Linked DNA regions of Sus scrofa: region 2 is linked to region 1. Evidence: chromatin contacts called from public HiChIP or PLAC-seq data. All regions are on one chromosome and are shown on one strand. The core of a region is the stretch at or near the end of the contact, and the rest is flanking DNA. Distances in the headings are between cores, read along the strand shown. Region 1 holds the start of DNAJC14 (DnaJ heat shock protein family (Hsp40) member C14). Region 2 holds the start of PMEL (melanocyte protein PMEL).

Evidence for each region. HiChIP or PLAC-seq counts read pairs in DNA pulled down with a chosen protein or histone mark.
Region 2: a contact with region 1 is called in an H3K27ac HiChIP or PLAC-seq map of alveolar macrophages. The contact joins the promoter of PMEL here to the promoter of DNAJC14 in region 1. A contact is called at or near these places in 5 of 47 Hi-C or Micro-C datasets (embryonic fibroblasts, epiblast stem cells, liver and 1 more) and 2 of 2 datasets of contacts at active chromatin or transcription factors (alveolar macrophages and skeletal muscle).

The regions. Positions count from the first base shown.
Region 1 is chr5:21,271,486-21,275,724 of Sscrofa11.1, reverse strand. DNAJC14 (DnaJ heat shock protein family (Hsp40) member C14) reads left to right here and starts at 2,490. Exons shown (of 8, transcript NM_001185066.1): 1 at 2,490-2,618; 2 at 3,023-3,732; 3 at 3,735-4,239. The coding sequence starts at 3,079. LOC100523964 (transmembrane protein 198-like) reads right to left here and starts at 2,318. Exons shown (of 4, transcript XM_021091778.1): 1 at 1,027-2,318.
Region 2 is chr5:21,363,632-21,367,756 of Sscrofa11.1, reverse strand. It overlaps PMEL (melanocyte protein PMEL), which reads left to right and starts at 2,148. Exons shown (of 11, transcript XM_021091780.1): 1 at 2,148-2,870. The coding sequence starts at 2,717. CDK2 (cyclin dependent kinase 2) reads right to left here and starts at 1,927. Exons shown (of 7, transcript NM_001285465.1): 1 at 1,674-1,927; 2 at 880-957; 3 at 648-768. The coding sequence starts at 1,789.

The DNA.
Region 1 (4,239 bases), core at 1,241-3,740:
GACTAGGAACCATGAGGTTTGGGGTTCGCTCCCTGGCCTTGCTCAGTGGGTTAAGGATCCGACATTGCTGTGAGCTGTGGTGTAGGCTGCAGATGCGGCTCGGATCTGGCGTTGCTGTGGCTGTGGCTGTGGTGTAGGCTGGTGGCTAGAGCTCTGATTTGACCCCTAGCCTGGGAACCTCCGTATGCCTGGGGAGCGGCCCAAGAAATGACAAAAAAAAAGACCAAAAAAAAAAAAAAAATCTTATGCAGGTAATGAGTCTTTGTCCCCTGGTTTTTCAGGGTGGGGTTGGAGTTTCCTAGTCCTTGTGTGTGGAGGGAAAGGCCAGGGGCACTCAGGTGACTAGGGTCTAAAGGCCTAGCAGCCAATTCCAGCTGAAGAGAAACTTTGCCCCATTTGCAGCTGGGACTCAAAATTATCCCATTAGACTGGGAAGGGTGGAGTTAACAAAAGGGGGAGAAGGAGGAGGAAGAGGATAGAATGAGTCATGGTGAAGGGTCTCCCTCAGCTGCTCTAACCCCAGAGAAGGAAGAGGAGAAAAAAGTAGACACCAAAAAGAGTTTGGGATAAGGAATCAAGTGGAGACAGCAACACAGATTTTGTCAGGGTTTTGAAGCCTCCGCCTCAGGTGGAGACGGAGTTGTTGGGGGAAGGGGCGCCCAGCAACAGTCCAGTTCCTGTGGTCCCTCTTAGACTAGGCAGGCGCCTTGCCCATAGACATCTCGTATTTGCTCCTCCCTTCAGGATACTGGTGGAACTTTCCTACCTTTTCCTTTCCCCTGGTATGTCAGCGCTGCCAGTGGGATTTGAACTTAGTTCCTGAAAGAACACCAAGGAGGGGCTGGCATTGGGGGCACTAAGGGAGGAGGGTAAGGCGGTGCAGGCACTTCCCTTCAGCTGTCTTCTTTTGGTCATAGAAAAGGAAGAGTTGGCTTGGGCAATCCCTAGGGCTCCTCTCCTCAATCCATTTGGAAGTCTGGGGACCCTAAATAAGGAGAGGTTGGGGAGGGGGTGTTAACTACTCACCACCCTGTCAAGGCTGAGGAGAGGAGGGGGTAGATGTGCTTCCCTAGACCCCCAGCTGCATCCCTGCCCGGAGTCTTAGGCGTCGTTTCGGGTGGTTGTTGGGAGTGGACACCCCCAGGGCCACTCTGTTCGTTGCCCCCTGAACTCTTGCAAGTCGTAGTCCAAGCCCCGTGGGCTAAATGCAACCAGTTTGGGGGTTGGAGGAAGGGGACAGGGTGTGTGTGTGTTGGGGGGGCTGACATCACAGGGCGGGCCCCTCCAACTCTTTTCGTTTTGTGTGGGGGGACCCAGTTTGCCTATTGATGTAGGCTGGGACCACAGACCCCGCAACCGTAGGAAGGAAGGGTCTTGGAGAAACGCAAGAGGTTTGAGAAAAGGTCTCTGAATACTTCAGCGCTGACTCAACAACTCGAAGCTCTCAAACCCTCTACTGGTGTCCCAGCGCCCCCCTACTCCGGCTTGGTTTCTTCCACTTCCCAGAGAATTGGAGTATTGTTTTCTGGAGAACTTGGTTTTCGGGACCCGGGACCCGGGATCCAGGATCGGGGGAAGGGGCTCTTACTGGTCTGGGGTTGCCGGCGAGGGGTTCATGGGTAGAAAAACTTGCGGAGCAAGACGGAGTCTGGAAGGGGGACTAACGGAGAGAGGCGTGTGGAGAGGAGGGGACGCACAGAGAAGGGAGCCAAGCCGGGTCTGCGTGGGGGCGGGGAAGCGTGTCGACGTCGACAGACAGCTTGGTATGCAAACGAGATGCAAAGCAGCAAGCAGATGAATCCAGTGTTTTTTGGCATTCCGCTCGGGTCCAGAGCCTAGCGAAGCTACGCTCCCATTCCTCTGGCCCAACTTCGTGACGAGGCCTGAGAGTTCTACCCAGAGGGGCGGATCCGGGCCGTGGGAGCTACAGTTGTACCGGGCAGTTCGCCAGCTGGGTCAGGCGCTGCGGAGACCGTGGGTTGCTGGGAAAGAAGGAGCAGTGTAGGAGGGCCAGGGTGGGGTCAGGCCTGGGGCGTCCTTCCCTCCATTCTACCTCTGCACGATACTAAAGGGCCTCTGACCTCGTTACAGCCAGCAGGGAAGTGATCAGAACGGTGGCTCCCCTATGCTCCCGGGTTTTGTCTGCAAGGGAAACAGACTGGCTCGGTGGCTTTCCTCTAACCCCTGGTTTTGGCAAAGTCCAAAAATACTGCCAGAGGGACCCTGAGACTCTGCAACCACTCCACAGGCACTGCTGCAGCGTCCACTTGCTTCGCTTCCAAGGGTGCAACCTTCGCGAATTCCACTTCAGCACGCGGAGGGAGGAAGGAGAGGGACCTTTAAGGGGCGGGACCAGCGCTTCCTCAAGGCCGCCTCTTCCGATTGGACTCGGCGCTTTACCGAACAGGCTCGCGCCTCCGCCAACCGCTTTTACTTCTCCTTCCCGTGTCTTCCCTGGTGACCCCGGAAGTGGAAGTAAGCGCAGGTCGGCGGCAGCGGCGGGCACGGAAGGCGGAAGCAGAGCGTGAGCGGGAGGCGGAGCCGGGGGAGCTGCTCTCGTAGCTCCCCCTGGCCCTAGGCCCAGCTGCTCGAGGGGGAGGAGTTACCGCCGCTCTTAGGTACGTTACCTTCGTCCACCTAGCCCTGAGGGTTCGAGGGTTGTCTCTCTCTGGGACAAACCCAGACTCCGCCCTAGATTTTCCTTAAGGGCCGCTCGGTCCCCACCCTTTTCTGGCAGCTTGTGGTCCCCTTTCCAGTCCTTACTTTTTAACCAAGAGTGACCCCCAGGATCGCACCCTTTACGGTACCTCCCTTTTCCCTGGATTCATGGTTATAGCTTTCTGGTGAAAGAGAAAAGTAAGGGGGGTGGGGGGAGGGAGCAGGTTGTCGTATTGGCTTTATTGCTGGGGTAATGAATGCGCCAGAAGAACTCGGTGCATTCAATGTATCCCTAATTTAAGATTATCTAACCTCTTTCTTGGACCTATCCTTGATCATCTCCACCTTGATACCTCTGTTACAGGTATCAGAATTTACCATGATGGCTGTGACCTAATATCCTCAGGAAGCCCCGGGGTCATGGCCCAGAAGCACCCCGGAGAAAGAGGGTTGTGTGGAGCCCACCACAGTGGTGGTGCCTCCCTCAGGACTCTAGGACCCTCTGTGGACCCTGAAATACTTTCATTCTCAGGACTCAGGGACTCAGCCGGGCCTGCTCCTAATGGTGCCCGCTGCCTCACAGAGCACTCTAGTCCTAAGTACACACAGCCCCCAAATCCAGCTCACTGGTCGGATCCAAGCCATGGCCCCCCAAGGGGTCCAGGACCCCCTAGGAATGGAGAGGACCCTGATCAGAGTGAGGCATCTTCAGAAGAAGAGTCAGGAGTGGACCAGGAACTCTCAAAAGAGAATGAGGCTGGGTACCAGGAGGATGGGAACCCTTCCTTTCTTTCCATTCCATCTGCTTGTGACTGCCAGGGAATCCCTGGAATTCCTGAAGGGCCTTATTCTCAGGGAGGAGATAGCTCTTCTAGCAACTTTTGCCACCATTGTACCACTCCAGCTTTGGGGGAAGATGAAGAGTTGGAAGAGGAATATGATGATGAGGAACCTCTTAAGTTCCCCAATGATTTTTCACGTGTGCCCAGTGGAAAGAAACCTCCACCGAGGAGACAGCGGCACCGCATTCCAGCCAAGGAGGATACTCGGGAGGGTGGACGCAGAGATCCTAGGTCCCTGGTCGACATCGGCTTGGTCGGAAACGGAGTCAGGCAGATAAGCGCAGAGGACTGGGATTGTGGGGAGCAGAGGAACTGTGTCAGCTTGGACAGGCAGGCTTCTGGTGGCTGATCGAACTGCTGGTATTAGTGGGGGAGTACGTGGAAACTTGTGGCCATCTCATCTATGCATGCAGGCAGCTGAAAGGCAGTGATCTGGACCTTTTTCGTGTTTGGGTGGGAGTCTGGGCAGGGCGGCTGGGGACTTGGGCCCAGCTGATGTTCCAGTTTCTGAGCCAGGGGTTTTCCTGTGGGGCAGGGCTGTTCATCCGTTTTCTTAGGCTATTGGGTGCTTTGCTGCTCTGGGTTCTGGCCCTTTTGTTGGGCTGTCTACAGTTGGGCTGGTGGTTTCTGGTAGGACTGGGTGACCGATTAGGCTGGAGGGGTAAAGCTGCGTGGCTCTTCTCTTGGCTAGCTTCTCCCACCTGGCAGCGGTGCCTGATTCTGCTGAAAGATAGCAGGC
Region 2 (4,125 bases), core at 899-3,398, 92 kb before region 1:
CACCAATTTTTTTTTTTTTTTAAAGAATTTACCAAGTGCTCTCCAGTCCCATTTATCTGAGTTTTGTTGTTTTTTGTTTTTTGTTTTGTCTTTTTGCCTTTTCTAGGGCCGCTCCCAAGGCATATGGAGGTTCCCAGGCTAGGGGTCTAATCAGAGCTGTAGCCATGGGCCTATGCCAGAGCCACAGCAACATGGGATCCAAACCTCGTCTGCGGCCTACACCACAGCTCACAGCAATGCCGGATCCTTAACCCACTGAGCAAGGTCAGGGATCGAACCCGAAACCTCATGGTTCCTAGTTGGATTCGTTAACCACTGAGCCACGGTGGGAACTCCACCTTTTATCTGAGTTTCATCTCACCTTCCACCTGAGCTGCTAAATTGACTCACAAGAGTTTCAACTTTGATTCTTCTGCCCAGCCCTAGGGTTAATAAGCATAATGAGCGGTGAAAGAGCCATACACACACACACACACACACCACACACACACACACACACAAAAGGTATGTGTGATTGTGTTTGCATGATAGGGGGATGACGGCTGGGAATGAAGCCAAGATCACAAATCATCACTCAGTCTTAATTATCTGTCTTAAGTGCCCCCAAGACATGCCCATGTTGGGGAGGAACTGATGAGAAGGATTACCTTTATGAGGGGAAGAGGAATGCCAGTGAGAGCAGAGGCATCCATGAATTTCTTGAGATCCTGGTGCAGAAACTCAAAAACCAGGTAGAGTTTGTTTTCTGTGTGAATGACATCCAGCAACCTAGGGAAGGGGGGATGTCCAGGAACAGAGGTGAGGGAGAGAAATGTCCAGATAACACAAACAGAACACATCTTCCTTTACTGTCAGAGCACCTCCCGGATGCATACTTACTTGACAATATTAGGGTGGTTAAGCTCCTTAAGCAGAGAGATCTCTCGAATGGCAGTACTGGGTACACCCTCCGTCTCACTTGGAGAAGTTGGGAAAGCAGATGGGAATGTGGTTACAAATATTCCTTTTTCCCCAGCCCAGTCATGACCCCACCAGAGACACCACCCCAGCATCCTCTAGGGAAATGAGAGAAAAGGGGTGTCAGGGATTAATTCATGGGTGGACAGGAAGGGCTTTTGGACACATTAAGGTCATTATTTCTTCTTTTCCCAGGGGTAGATTAGCAAAGCCTCTTGGTGAAAGTGAAGAAGGTTAACTGGGGGAAAAAAGGTGGGGGTGGGGGGAGTAGCAGCACCCAGCCTCCGAGAGGGGCCAGTGAGTTTCAACTGCCATTCTTTTGAAAGGGGGAGAGAATTCTAAGATGAGGGTGGGGTTGAGACAGCGAGGAAAGTTCGTATTCAAAAAGTTGCTCTTTACCGCTTTCTACAAAACCCAACTCCACGGGGAGTCCTGGACCCCAAATCAGAGGCCTCCTTCCTCTTCCCGAGTCTTTCTGACTGTACATTTTCGGGCATCACCCGCCTTTGGAAAGGAAATTTCCCATGGACTCTACACTACCCTATATTCTCCACAAGGAAACCCTGTACTGTCCTTCAACCTACCTCTCCACTTCAAAAGAAGTCCCTCCCTACTACCTTCCGGTCCCTGGATGGCTACCCGCCTGTTGGGGTGGGGGTGGGGGGCACTCAAGGAGCTCCGGAGTTAGAGGAGTCCCAGGTACAGAGGCCACTCACGTGTCCAGGCGGATTTTTTTAAGCGCCACCACTTCTCCCGTCACCTTGTTTTTGGCTTTGTACACAACTCCGTACGTGCCCTCTCCGATCTTTTCCACTTTTTGGAAGTTCTCCATGAAGCGCTAGCGAGTCGAATCAGCCCGGCCCTGGAGCGGGGGCCTGGGAACCCAGCAGAAAGCGGCACCCAGCTCTCGGGGGCCGAGGAGGGGGAAACAGGGCCCTGCACGGCAGCCCCAGGTCGGGATGGAACGCAGCGTATCTCTCGCTCTTGTCAATTTGTCCAACTTGAAACAATGTTGCCGCCTCCCCCCGCCAGTTCCCTACCGCCACCAGAAGCCCCGCCCCTCCTTCCCGCGTTTCCCTGGCTCCGCCCCCAGATCTTCCTATTGGTTAACGTCAGAGTGGGAAGGGCCCGTCCTGCGCTCCGCCACGCCCCAAACGACCCTTCCCAGCGCAAGTTTCTGAGGTGTATTAAGTCAAGTTTTAACCTAGGTGGGAAGGTGAAATATCGTGTTCCTAGTATTTGATTTGGGCTCGAGTTTTCTACCTGTACCTTGAGTCTGTAGGGATTTCCTAATATCTAAACCGGGTTTTCACCACCCTTAGGAAAATGTGCACTGATCTAAGATTAAATTCCACCTAGCCCAGGGAACCTTCTCTGAAAAGCAGGAAGCTGGGAAGCTCCTTGCAAGGGTTTCCTGGACCTCGGAGGAGTCATTGCCTCTGTCAGCCTATCCTACACAATCTCTGTTTTTGGATGCAGGGTTGCTGTTTCTACAGTCTTTTTGACAGGTTTCTGGTTTGACTCACAATAGATTGATCCACTCTCCCATGATGGATTGTGTGTGTAGGGTACGTGTTATGCTATGTTGCTGCCCTTCAGTCAATTCTTTGGGCGGGGGAGTGTTGAGAGTGACCCTGTGAAGCCAGAAACTGTCACTGCGTAGCAAGATGTCCAGGGACCAGGATCCCTCCCCAGTTCTGCCTTTCTCAGGTCCTCCTCCTCCTCCCAGGCCTCCTCTGGAGGGAAAGGGGGAAGGGCTATGCAAATGAGCACCCCTTTCTTATATAGGGGCTTGTCCTTTGCCCCAGTGCCTTTGGTTGCTGGAAGGAAGAATACCATGGATCTGGTGCTCAGAAAATGCCTTCTCCATGTGGCTGTGATGGGTGCCTTTCTGGCTGTGGGGGCCACAGAAGGTGAGTATGGGGAGTGTAGACATGAGCAAGTGTGAATTTGGGGTTGCACACCTGCTCTGCTTTTCCCCTCCCTAATGGGAAATACCAGCAATGCCTCAGACTTCTCCCTCCCATTTGATTTAGTGAGGACATGGGCACATGAACTCTCTCTCCACATGGAGATTTGGGACTGAGCCTAAAAATAATCCCATCTGCTTGGAAGGGCAAGAGAAGAGTGGGTCTTTGTGGCCCTAATTCTGAGACCCGTGGACAGTGAGCTGGAGCAGGGGATCCAAGGGGATAAAATGAGAGGGAGACTCTTTTAGGCAATGTCTCAGGCACTTGAGATAGAGTATTTCCAACGAGGAACAAGAGAATGTGGTATTGAATAGAGGGTAAAGAGGTACCACATTTCCTCTTTGGGATGGGCATGGGCAAACACAGGCTTTTGTTCTGGGGCTGGAAGTCAGGCAGAGGGGTCTCAGCTGAGCATCACATGAAAGGGCTCTGGGGGATTGTGGCCTCGTGACAGGAGCGAGGGGTGGGGGTGGGAGTGGTGAGAGGGTCTGGAATGTCCCGTGCTGCTCTGAGGAAGGGAGGGTTGGAAGTGGACAAAGAATGGGGCATCTTATGATTCTCTTGCTCTAGTTGTGGGATGCTCAGTGGGATGATTCCAGGTCTCCCCCAGCAGAATCGACCAGATTTCTGGTACATGTTAGAAATGGAGTTAGGATAGTTTCTGGCATGCTGAAATATCTACATCGAATCCTAATCTACCACTTTCTCTAGACCCCTGGTCTCATAGACTTCTAGGAACTTCTTCTTGATCTGACTTCATACTTGGTGCAGTTTCAAGTCTTTTTCTTTTACTATGTTCCTTATTGTACTCTAGACACATTCTGTTTGTAAATGTCCACCTGAGGTTCTTAAAAATATTGTGCTTTTTGGAAAATTTTTTTTTTTTTTTTTTTTTTTTTGTCTCTTTAGGGCTGTGTCAGCAGCATATGGAGGTTCCCAGGCTATGGGTTGAATCGGAGCTGTAGCTGCTGGCCTACACCACAGCCATAGCTATTCGGAATCCAAGCCACATTTGCGACCTACACCACAGCTCACAGCAACGCCTGATCCCCTAATTTTTTTTTAAGTCATAAGAAGACATTTCTAGATATTCATGAAATTTCAAATGGATGGGTTTGGTAACTTTGTTATGAACTAACATTGTGTTTCCTCAAGAAAATATTCAGGCGTTCCTATTGTGGCTCAGCGGTTATGAACT